Regions from separate parts of the Gossypium hirsutum genome. Here regions 1 and 3 are each linked to region 2. The links are chromatin contacts, called in public Hi-C maps. All regions are on one chromosome and are shown on one strand. Each heading gives the region's core, a stretch centred on a gene start, on an enhancer-like site or on the middle of the called end of the contact. The rest is flanking DNA. Distances are from core to core; before and after follow the strand shown.

What was found. Hi-C and Micro-C count contacts between places; a contact is called where the count stands out from the background.
Region 1: a Hi-C map of leaf shows a contact between it and region 2, with 2.3 times the contacts expected there. The contact joins the promoter of LOC107892259 here to the promoter of LOC107892248 in region 2. A contact is called at or near these places in 2 of 34 Hi-C or Micro-C datasets (both in leaf).
Region 3: a Hi-C map of leaf shows a contact between it and region 2, with 2.4 times the contacts expected there. The contact joins the enhancer-like site here to the promoter of LOC107892248 in region 2. A contact is called at or near these places in 2 of 34 Hi-C or Micro-C datasets (both in leaf).

Annotation. Positions count from the first base shown.
Region 1 is chrD09:9,306,853-9,311,141 of Gossypium_hirsutum_v2.1, forward strand. It overlaps LOC107892259 (40S ribosomal protein S17), which reads left to right and starts at 1,759. Exons shown (of 1, transcript XM_041101674.1): 1 at 1,759-2,624. The coding sequence starts at 2,003. The coding sequence ends at 2,428.
Region 2 is chrD09:9,775,815-9,780,147 of Gossypium_hirsutum_v2.1, forward strand. LOC107892248 (serine/threonine-protein kinase STY13) reads left to right here and starts at 2,696. Exons shown (of 6, transcript XM_016817272.2): 1 at 2,696-3,376; 2 at 3,488-3,620; 3 at 3,741-3,933; 4 at 4,324-4,333. The coding sequence starts at 3,246.
Region 3 is chrD09:9,512,338-9,516,511 of Gossypium_hirsutum_v2.1, forward strand. LOC107892253 (nuclear pore complex protein GP210) reads left to right here. Exons shown (of 36, transcript XM_016817277.2): 36 at 1-54. Among protein-coding and RNA genes, the nearest start is that of LOC107892253, 24 kb to the left of the region's middle. Within about 2 kb of position 2,369, at least 7 of the 9 cell types and tissues checked have an H3K27ac peak or open chromatin away from gene starts, as enhancers often do. A contact at or near this core is called in leaf, where this site is marked.

The DNA of each region.
Region 1 (4,289 bases), core at 509-3,008, 470 kb before region 2:
GGGATGCTTTAATTATACCCAATTTGGTAGGACTCATCAATTATAGTGGTTATCCAAACATACCACTTTTGTGTAATTAGAAGTAATTATTAAGTGGATTTCTAAAAATTACCTTAAAAGGATATAAATATGCCAAAAAAAAAAACCCAAAGTCTACCATGCATTTAGTAAAAAAAAATGATAATAGAATATACAAAATGATAGTATAGAGGTCAAATTGATAAAAAAAAATTATATAAAGTATCAAAATGATAATTTAGTTATAATATAGAGGTCAAAAGAGATATTAAGCTTAAAAATGTTTTTATTTAAATTTAATTATAAAAATATATAATATTAATATATAAACAGTAAAAATAAATCAAATTTAAACTTAGGAAGTTTTTATTTTTATATATATATAAAGTGTAGATCTATGAACGAGTCCAATTACAATAATGAAATTTGGATTCAGCAGAAAAATAGAGCTAAATCACACATTTCTCCGTACAATTAGTTAACAAATTTTAATTAAATATTAATGAATTAATTGAACTAAACATCCTCAAATTATGACTGTTATTTTAAACTAGTCTTTAAATTTAAAATATTCTAATTACATCTCTGAATTATTGATGTTATATTAATTAGGTTCTTTCATTATTAAAATTGTTAATTAATAATTAAATGACATAACAAATCATATGCAGCTAAATTTAAAATGAATTTTTTTAGAAAAAAACATTGCCGCATAACTTTTAAAAGTAAAAACTAGAAATAAAGTAAAATTGAAAAAAGAGAAAGTGAATGACAAAGCCTTTGTAAAAGCTTCGAAAACCTCAAAACAAATATTTTTACAAGATCTATTTTTACAATATTCATTTTAAACTATGTCAAATACGATCTCACATATAGTTTAACAGCTAAATTAACAATTTTAGTAACAAAAAGATCTAATTGATATAATCTTAATAGGTTGGGATGTAATTAGAATGATTTGAAGTTTAGGGACCAATTTAAAATAAGGGTCATGGTTTGGGGATGCATAGTGCAATTAACTCAATAACCCCCCAGTAATACTCCAACTGCCTCCTAAAATTCCTAAACGAGTCATAAAGGGTATAACAAACATACCTTGCCTCCACATTGAATCAATAATGGGATCGGAGAGATCAAAAACAGCTAATTCATATAATGCATACGGCTCTGATTGTTGGTTGGGCCGGTTCAATGGCCCTATATGAATTAGCCGTTTTTGATCCCTTCGATCCCGTTCTTTATCCAATGTGGAGACAAGGTATGTTCGTTATACCCTTCATGACTCGTTTAGGAATAACCAATTCATGGGGCGATTGGAGTATTATAGGGGGGACTATAACAAATCCAGGTATATTAATAATAAGAATAATGGTAAATTACGCCCATGGTCATTCTAAAATAAGATCTGTCCTATTTTGACCACTCCATTTTTTTTCTCAATTTAGTCACTCTAAATAAGATAATTGTGTGAATTGTCACTACGGTTAAATTTTTTGTTTTTTTAAGGGATTGTTGATGTGGCATATTAGCACATTGAGTGACTAACACGTGATACTTTTTTGTTGACTTTTGACTAAAGTTGGGAAAAACTTTTAGACTAATTATAAAGAGATCCCTAAACTTTAGTCAAAAGTCAACAAAAAATACCACGTGTTAGTCACTCAATGTGCTAATGTCAACAATATGTTAGAAAACAGAAATTTTAACAAAGTGAACAATTTACACAAATTTTCTTGAGTAAATTAAAAAAAAATAGAATAATCAAAAGCCATATTTTAGAGTCACAATGAGTTCACCCTAAAAATGAAAAAGAAAATTCGTTGCACTTTTACCCTTTATAGAAAGGGCTCAAAAATTTCATCACCCATATATATGAACCCTACTTTCGCACTCTGAAAACCCTAGCCCTTCATTGCTCTTCCACCTCCGCAAATCCCCGCCCAACTCTCCCCCGCCGCCACCGCCGCCGCCGCAGATCCAAGCAATGGGCCGCGTCCGTACCAAAACAGTGAAGAAATCCTCCCGTCAGGTCATCGAGCGCTACTACTCTCGCATGACCCTCGATTTCCACACTAACAAGAAGATCATCGAAGAAGTTGCCATTATCCCATCCAAGAGGCTCCGCAACAAGATTGCCGGCTTCTCGACCCATTTGATGAAACGGATCCAGAGGGGTCCGGTTCGCGGCATTTCCTTGAAGCTCCAAGAGGAAGAGCGTGAGCGCCGCATGGATTTCGTCCCCGATGAATCGGCCATCAAGGTCGACCAAATCGAAGTTGATAAGGAAACTCTTGATATGCTTTCGGTTCTTGGGATGTCTGATATTCCGGGGATTGTTAAGGTTGATCCAGTCGCCGTTGTTCCTCAAATCGGGTTCGGCCGTGGTGGTGGACCCGGAAGGAGGTTTTAATTGGTTAGTGTCCGTCTATTTGATGGGTTCTTAATTTTAAGTTCATTATGTTTTATTTTTTGGGTAGTATTTAAATTTTGTGTTTCTTGTTGGAACAATATTAGTTTTTATGTTAAATGGTACTGGAATTTGTTGAGTTTGATGTGCGCTTTCTTTTTAAAAGCATTTGAAATGAGAATCTTTTTAGTTTCTGCGATTGTTGATTGCCATTTATTTTATTTTTTCTTTGAATTTCATTTTTGTATACTGAGGTATTATGTTGATTGATTGAAATGGTGAATTTGAGAATAACGCCCCATTTTCGATTCCAATTTTGGGATTTTATTCATTAGATGAAAGGTTGAGGTAAAGAATCCCAATTCTGGTTATTTTGTTTTCAATCACATGTTCATGTTCTGCAATTTTTAATGGCAATTGTGAGCAAGGAACTAAAAGATTGTATGGTTCAATTTTAAAGTTGTATTCTTTGTGCTGTGGGAAAGGCATCCATGGAAATGGTGGGTTTTTCATTAAGCCAACTTGCATAATCCTTGGGCTCATATCTTTCTTTTTATCTTTGTATTTCCTGATCATGGTTGGATTTGAACATGAATAAATACCGAAAAAACACAAACCAATTTGGTTTCTCACATCTGCTAGCAGATTTATCACTTATTTTAATTAGTGGTTGAGTTTGTAACATTGGAAGTTTTGAACTGGAATGTGTCTTTAGAAGTCGTTAATGAACTCAATTTTGTGTATACATCTATGATTATAATTCTTGGAAAGTTCACAACCTTATAATGCATTCATGTAACTGTTTGTAGATTAGCGGTAGAGCTTCGGCATTTTCTTCTTCCTTATTTCTTGTTTGTTCTCTCTCTGCAAATACTTGCATTTTATCTCTTGCGTTTCTTTAGAGTAGATCAGACAATGATAGATTAGCTTAGTCATCTAATGGAGGTTCCTGTGTTATTTCAACCCCTGGATTCTCTCTTTCTTTTCTCTTGCAGTTTGTGTTCGGATCATTTCGGGTTGTTTTAGTTTCAGATTAGTTTCGAGTTAAGGGTCATATGAGGTTAGGGTTATCTGAGTCTGATTCTTTTTGGGTTGGGAAGGTTAGGTGGTGAAGTTATTTCATTTCGTTCTAGGCAGTAGTTACATCTATGTTGCTTCAACTGTTAAAGTTGTGTATATCTTACCATGGGTATGAGAACTAATAGAAAAACTTGACAATTGTTAACTAAATGGGAGTTGGACACATACAATAAGGCCTGTGTTACCTCTTCACTAACAATTGTGGGTTGTAATGGATCCTAGAGAGTTGTATTTTGAGCAACCATCTCATTCTGGAGAGCTCTGTACATTATATAATATCAAGAGAGAGAGCAGTAAATAGTTTGATTGACTGTGGCTTTTTAAGGTTTTATTTCTTCTAAAGAAATTATGGACATGGTTGAACAAACTTGAACCCTCATGTTTGGCGCTTCAATTAATTAAAACCATTACGGGAAGATAATTAACAGATTAGACATTTTTTTACTATATTATGTTCAAGGATGAAATTGAAATCAAATATTTAAAATGGATTATTTTGGTAAAAATCCAGAATTAATCAAATAAAATTTGGTTATATCGATTTTTGTATCATTGAACAGTCCAATTTTAAATCCATGATTACAGCTAAATAGCGATAATTTCTTGCTTCATCACCACTCCCCTTTTTCTCCTATTCCGATTATGTAAATGGGTTAATATAAAAAAATCTCTTTGTCAGGCCCAGCAGCCCATTTCATACATACTTTTATATGGAACGTCGCCGTATTGTTTCCCTTTGGGCATTACGCCGGTGATTGTGCCCTCTGACTGGGTACAATGCATC
Region 2 (4,333 bases), core at 1,446-3,945:
CTTAAAAATTACTGTTAGAAATTTAATTGAAACTTGCAAGAACAAGGGAGCAGTGTTACAAGTAGTGCCGAATGGGAGTGTTACTGTGATAGAAAACAAAAAAAGAACACAACAAAATGTTTACACAATTTAATTTCCCTCTGTTCGTGAGGCCTAACCCATATTGGTAGTCTATTATTTTTCAATCTCATACAATAAGTAATTTAAATCTTATAACGTATTGATAAAGTAATATCACTTTTGCACCTAAGATCTAAAATACTCCCCTCCAATTTTTTCCCTAAAAACTTAGCGTGTAAATTAAGTGACTCATTTGTTCACTTACAAAATGCACTCACAATAATGAATTCCTAACAAACAAATTAAGTGCTTAGCTTTACACTGTTCTAACTTACACAAGCCTCTAATATGTAAGAGTTTAAGTCATTGCCTAACTAATTTTATTAAAAAGATTGTCAAACTTCAAATAAGACAAATTATGTGACTTGCGTAATGTCAAGAGTAGTGGGCACTACTTGTGGCAATGCGTGAAGCAACTATTTAAAGCAAAAAATACAACTTCATAAAGTAACTTTCAATTCAACTTGATCTACTCGAATCTTATCAAATTAAATATCCTTAATGCAAAGACACAAAAGATTGAGATAAACCTTCGTAAAGTTAACCCATATATTATTGGATTACATATCCCAATATATAAAGTAATCAGATCACAAAAAATACTTGAAACTTAGTCTTGTTTTGTCCAATCCCTTCTCCAACTATACTAATGCACAAAATCTTTAAAAATATACTTTGATCAAACATGCTAACAAATAAAGAAAGATATACAACTTGAGCCGTGTCAAGTGCAATGGTTAGGACTTCTAAAAATTGCCTCAACAATTATCATTATCTTAAAATATTTATCTTTAAAAAAATGTTAATTACATATTTATATGTAGTATTTAAGGTTTTGTTAGTATGATGGGATTTTTTTGAAAAAAAAATTATGAATAATAATATGTAATTATTAAACTAATGCATTTTAAATACTTATTTTTAAAAAAATTCAAAATAAAAAAATGCAATTATCATTTTTTTAAAAAGTGTATGTAATATTTTATTTCTTATAATATATTTTTGAAGAAATAGTGTACTAAAAGTATCATGTAATGCCAATGAATGGTTTTACGATAAATTTAGATATTTTAAGCTTACATTATAGAGTTGATTAATTTTAAGGTTGGAATAAAATTCAATAATTTTGTTCATCAATCTTACTATAAGTTCTAAAAATATTTTTTTTTATTTTTTTTACATAATACTTAGAACTATCCATAGTTCCTCTCCAACCTATAAATAGGAAGATAATACGATTTAGCGCACTTAAACCTACGTCCTCCTTCATTAACTCGAAAATCTAATATTAAGATTTATAATATTATTGAAAGTTTATCTTAGCTAATTGGATTTGGATGGGGTAGTTGTTATTTTCAATCATAATATAAGCTTCCAATTAAAGTCAAGTCTTCCAATATCTTTTCTTTTATTTAAGCTAAGATTAGGGGAAATATTGAAGTCAAAAAAGTAAATATCACTTTACAATCTAAATAAATCTTTTCACCTTTCTTAACATATTTTTTTTTACTATTCATCAGGCACTTTCCATGTAGATTGTTTAAAATTTTTTTTATTTCAGTTAAAATATACTATAAATTCTTATATTATTCGTGTATTTGAAATTTAACATTTCTATTTTTCATATTTTGAAATCCAAATTTAATTATTAACAGAAAGAAAATTATTTTAATAATTAAATTTACATTTTTAAATTCGAAAAATTTGATTAAATTCTAAATATTCATATATTATAAAAACTTGGAATATATTTGAATTTTTTAATTTTATAAATAGGGAAAGCGATAACATTATAAAAATTAGGGAAATAGAGGAGCTGAACCCTGTAATCATTCAACAAATGGGAATTTGACACGTTATCATAATAAGGGTAAATCAGGAAAGCCGAGGGAAACAGTACGATCAAATGAGGACGTGGCAGCTAATTATTTCATGACGTAGTCAAAGGTCAAGATGTCGGTGAGATATTATTATAAAGAAAGTCAACGGTCTTATGTTTCATTAATTAAAGTTAATTAATCACCGAAGGACGTAATAAAATATAAATTTAATAAGGTCGGCTTTATTGCGAATTTTTTTATGCTACATTTAAAAAAAAAATTCTAAGGAATTATGAAAAATTATTTAGCTAAATCTTATTAGGATTTTTTTGCCACCTTATCCTACAACAATTTTAAAAAATACCAAATTAAAATATATATATATATATCTAACACATGAAATCCATCAATTAATTAAATAAAAATATATTATAAAATAATAAATTGATTAATTTAGAGAAAATTATAATGTGAATATAATATTATTATTAAACAATAAATTAATTTATTATGTTCGCTTTTTTATTATTATAAACACTCTAAATGAATAATAACATGAAATATCGACATTAAATAAAACAAAAAAATGGTGTTATTATTATTGAAAGAAAAAAACAATGAAAAAGGACGAAAGAAGCAATAAAATCACTGTTGTTTCTGACAAAGATTCACCAAGAAAAAACACAAGAAACCAATGAAAATAAAAATTCTTTTTTCAACTTTTTTATTTTCTTTTTTTCTTATAAAGAGAAGAAGAAGAAAAAGAGTATCCATTACAATGTACCGTGTGGAAAACAACCATCTTTGTCTTTCTCAAAAACCAGTAACCACTTCCCATCCGCCATATTTCATGAGCAAAACTCCCTTCACAATCAAGCCTCCCCCATTAAATGCTTTTTCCTTTTTCCCTTTATATATTTCTATTGCTTACTAACCTCACTTTCCCATTATTTTCTTTTAAAAAACTTTCCTGTGTCAGAGCTTGCTGGTTGCTTCATTACAGAAGGGTCTTTGTGCTTTTTTTTTAATTAATTTGTTTTTGTTGGTGGAAAAACATGTGGGTCTTTATTCTTTGCTTCCCATTAAAGAGCAGTTCTTGATGGTTTTTTGGATCTGTAATCCGTGATTTTTGGGTATGGGTTTATGTTTTGTATATACTTTAATGTAGGCAAAGGCATGTCTTTGGTGACTTCCATTTTTTTTCACCTATGAAAAGTTGTGGCTTTTAAAACCCTTTTTTCTGTTTACTTCAAATGTGGGATTTTTCGATTAAATTCATGTTTTGAGAAAGGTGGATTCCAAAAGATGGGATCTAAAAATGGGTTTTTTTCAACTCAAGATTTCAGTATAGATGCTAAGTGGTTGATCGATCCTCGGCAGCTTTTTGTTGGTCCCAAGATTGGAGAAGGTGCTCATGCTAAAGTTTATGAAGGAAAGTAAGTCTAAAAATTCTAATTAATTGAATTCAATTCAAGCTCCTCCTTTTGGACCTCAATTTAGCTCTCTCTTTTTCTAAGTGTACTTTTTAATCCATTGGATGCATTTAGATATAAAAATCAGACAGTTGCCATTAAAGTTGTTAGAAGAGGGGAAACCCCTGAAGAGATTGCAAGAAGAGAAGGAAGGTTTGCTAGGGAAGTTGCTATGTTATCCAGAGTTCAACATAAAAATCTAGTGAAGGTTACTTTGAATAAATTATATATATTATACCATTGATTCTTGTTGCTTAGTTTTGTTATGTTCCTTGTATTTGTTCATATGAATACCTGTAAATCATGAAGTTTTATCATGTTTGTGTAGTTTATTGGAGCTTGCAAGGAACCTATCATGGTGATTGTAACCGAGCTTCTACTAGGCGGTACGTTACGTAAATACCTTCTTAATATGCGGCCAAAGTGTTTGGACATGCGTGTTGTGATTGGATTCGCACTCGACATTGCTCGTGCAATGGAATGCTTACACTCTCATGGGATCATTCATCGGGACCTTAAACCGGGTATGACTATATGTCTATATAACCTTTCTTGGTGTGCTTATATAAGTAGCATTCTTTGAAAAGTTTGGCAATTTTTACTTATGAAAAGGGTAGTAAGCTTTTTAATGATTTGGTAGTGATGAATTTGTGTTCCGTATTTGTTAAACTGCTAGTGAAGGCGCGATTCCGAGCAGGGCCCAAGCTAAACATTATATGTTGTGGGAGGCCATAGTGACTTGAATTAAGTTAAACTGATAGTGACATAAATATGGTCCTATCTTTTGTTTGGATTTTATGCTTCTACTTGCCGGATCCATAGTTTCGTACTTGAATTAATTGAAAGCAATAATGGTTTTTAAGTAAACTTTATGCAATATTTGCAGGATCCTGATAAATTGTTCCCTTTTGCCGAGAACTT
Region 3 (4,174 bases), core at 1,119-3,618, 260 kb before region 2:
AATCCGTGTTTAAGGTGTTTCATAAATTTTGTTATGGTAATAAGTTGTTCTATATGAGTTGTCTCGTTCATGTTTGTGTTGTGTTATGCCGTATCTCAGTCAAGGTTGTTAGTACCATACCGGTATTGGTACCTACCGTAGATCAGTACCAAGTAGTTAAGTTTAGGCTAATTTGGTTTGTATTGGTGCATTTTGTCGAGGGTGAGTGTTGAATTAAATTTTGTAGAGTTGACTTCAAAGAAAATTATTTCTTAATTTGAAATTTTCAATTTGAGTTGAGTGAAATATAATTCAAGTAGAGTTGAATGAATTTGTTTAGAGCCAAATTAGAAAAAGTAAATATGTAAAGATAAAATTTTGTTGTCAATAATCTAAATTTTAAGTTGAACAAGGTTGTATATATTTCAAAGTAAATAAAAATGATAAATTTGATTTGACAATTTATTTATTTATTCAAGATTTTAAATTAACTATCTAAAAAGTTAAAAACTCTTGCAATTTAACATTAAAAAACACTAAATTTTTAATTTTTTATAATTTGTATAAAATTTAGGATTTTTGAAGATTATTTTAAAATTTAATTTTTAGGGATTAATTTATTTATTTTCAAAATTATAGGGACACAAGTAGATATATTAATTTGTTATTTGATTTATTCAAATTAAGAATATTTAATTCTAACTAAAACTCAAAAAATAAAAGTCCTTATTTGAATTGATTGGAAAAAAAAAAGAATAACTTAATTTGATTAACTTAAAATCCAAAGTTTTATTCCATTTATTTTTAAATCAAATCAAGTTTTGTTTACCTTTAATATCAACACATGATTTGGTACAAGATTTTGATATAAATCAGTTTGAACATATAAAGAACTCTAAATTGGAAGTTTCAACTTAAAAAGATCCCAAATTTTCTTAAAATATAGACACCAATAGCATACAGTAGGGAACACATAGCTTCAGCCAGCGAACCCAAATTTCAGATTTAGGAAAAGATCATTGAAGAATTAAAATACAACCTTACTACCAAATTAATTAAATATAAATACTCACACCTATCCTTTGGAAATCCAAAATAAATAAAAAATCATATTTAAGATTAGATTTAAGAAATCAGAACTCCAAAATATATTAAAGTAAAAAAAATACAACACGAAACATATCAGATTTAAGAAAACCCATTTGAATCAAAACCAGAGAGAAAGAGAGGGAGAAGATCGAATTAAAAAAGAAAAAGAATCTCTGTAGTTCGAAACAGGGGAGAAATGCAAAAAAGAAAAAGTGAGAGAACTCAAAACTTAATAAACCCAAACTTTCAATCAAGAAAAGGGACATGAAAAAATAGCTCTTGAATTTCTACGCTTCAAACTGACGATCTCAATAGTGTAGAGGCGTGACTGGTCATGAGGAAGCTACATTCGGAATGGTGCGACGATCATATGACAGAATCGACCAGAAGAAAAGCAGAAAAGAGAAAGGCGGACAGAAGCAGAAGCCGAGAATTCAGAAGAAAACAGAGGAAACAAAGAAGCAGAATAGCAGGGAGAAGGAAAAAGAAAGGGGAAGGGAGACGAAACAGAATCACTTCATCAAATATTCAATATGTATTTCCCCGCATACACAACACTTCTTATGTAGCAGAAAAGAAAACTAGTAACAGCTTGATTAGTTACTACAGCTGTCACTATCCTATTTAAAATAAAATGTACCCTTTCACTTCTATGTTTTATTTTCCTAATTTTAATTTTGTCCCGAAACATCGACCGATTGAGGTAATTTTCCATAGATTTTGGGTTTCAGATCTGGTGGCATTTGAGAGAGTTCCTCGAAAATCTAGTCCGATAAAAAAAAAGGGAAGTAAAGGATCATTTTGACGAGGAGAGGTAAGTCGAAAAGCCAACGACGATGACAAAACCAGGCAACAGAAACAAGGAGACTAGAAAAGTTTTTGAGAGTTTAGGGTCATGGAATTTATTGGTGCTTTTAAAAAAAATATTAATGCTCTTTATGATATAACTGTTTTGGAGTCCCTTACTTTGACTAGTTGACCTTTTTCTTGACATAGCCACATGTCAAATGATGTCGGTATTTAACACCTTTAAGGTCAGACACCAAACCGGTCAACGAAATAAAAGTTGATGTATTAAATTGGACAAATTAAAAATATGTTGGGAAGATGGAGGCTTTGCATCATGGAAATCAGAAAGTCCTTTGAAAGCATCCTTCCAAACTTGAACCGAGTTTCTTTCTTTTCCTTCGTAGATGGCGGTATTACAAGCTTTCCAAATTTCCCAACAAATGTGAGCAATGAGATCACCATTGAGCAAAGGATGGACACCTGACTGAATTTGGGTCACGATGAAAGATAAAAAGCATGCTAAGTAGGCCCAGGCTGCTGGTTAGAAGAAAATAATATGCTCCAATGATTCCCAATGATCGTTATATCTAGGAAATAAGTTGTAAAACTTAGATGTCTTTTAACCAAATTTTCATTGGACTTTAGGGAGTATTTTACGGTCCCAAATCAAGGCCCGTTTCTTTTTTTCCAACATAGTGTTGGAGCTTGAAATAAGTTGTAAAGCATCATTTGGAATGTTATCATGGGATTATCTGTTGGACAATACACACGTTAGTGAAATAAAATATATAAATATAAATATAAATATAAATATAAATAAATATTTATATAACTAAAATATAAATAGAATAATTTATAATTAAATTTTGAAATACGAAAATCAAATAAAATCGTAATAAAAATTGAAATAAAGAAGAATAGAGATTTTACGAAACATTGAGGCCTGTGAAACAAAATTTCCTTAAGATAGATTCAACCGCTCCTACAACACTTGGAGAAACGTTGGTCAAATGTCTCCCAGGATACAACAATAATAGTATCAAAGTAGTAGCACCTCTACAACGATCAACGAACGAACGTTGTCTTTTTCTATCACCAGAACGTTTGAAAAATTCGGAGAGGAAAAGGAAAAGTTTTGAAAGCAAATGAGTTTCAATGTGAAAGAGTATGATTGTGTGTGAATTTATACATAATACATAACCTTTTATAGGCATTTAGGATGGTTGAAAATTTAGAAATAACCACAAAATATGCCATTAAAGAGTAAAAAAATCAAATTGATTTAAAAAATTGAATCAAATTTGATTGGAATCAGACACCGTCCATATATAAGTAGATTATGTCTGTTGAGGAAAATAAATTTGTTTTGGGCTAAAATATAAATAGGCCTGTTTGGGCCCAACTAGTCCAAACATTTCGCGTCGCCCACATTGTACGAGTGTGCCCCAACCCCGTCTGGTTTGGACTTGCACCCCCTACGTGTGAGGCAAAGTTTCAAGTTTAGTTATTCAATTATCCTTCAAAAGGGTTCACATATATATACACATCTCACACTTGGTATTTAACCAATGTGGGATCTAAGCTTTTACTTTTCCTCAAATATTTCTAAGTAGCTTACTTTGAGCATCAATTTCTCATTCATCACTTAATCATTTTGAGCATATGATATACCGTTGTAAAGGTCTCATGGAGTAGAATAAGAAACCATAATTTTATGATTCAACTCTTCACCTTTACCTATTGAGAATATGCCTCAAAGTTCCATAAAAATGCAATTTTTCCAATAAACCCCTACATGAATGATAATTGATAGTTTTATCGAAAAACATTCACTCAATGTGGCAATAGAATCTACGATCGATAGTTGCATAGGATAGGTAGGTATCCACCTTTGAACTTTCCCTTGTGAAAGTATATTTACTTTACTAGCTGATCAGTAGACGTGATGTCCTTAAACTATTCTGCCTTTTTGTGTAAACGATGATATACCTCACACAACTACCTCCTTGGCAAGGTTTTAGTTCTCATGGGTATGTTCATATAGCCGTGAACATATCTTGGTTCTGCAAGAGTTTGAGAGAACTATGCCCCAGTAGTCTTCTTGAAGCAGCCCCACTTCACTCTCATATAGGTGACTTATGTTGTTCGGCTCATCAAAACACACAATGGTCATTAAAAGCATTGCTTAAACTATCCCCTTTTTAGTCACTGTTTACATCATAGGAACGAACTTGGGATAAGTACCCCCACAGTGACTTCACAAGGTCTATGCAATTAGGTTGTCATTTTGAACCTAGATCTTGGGATCTCCAGTCAA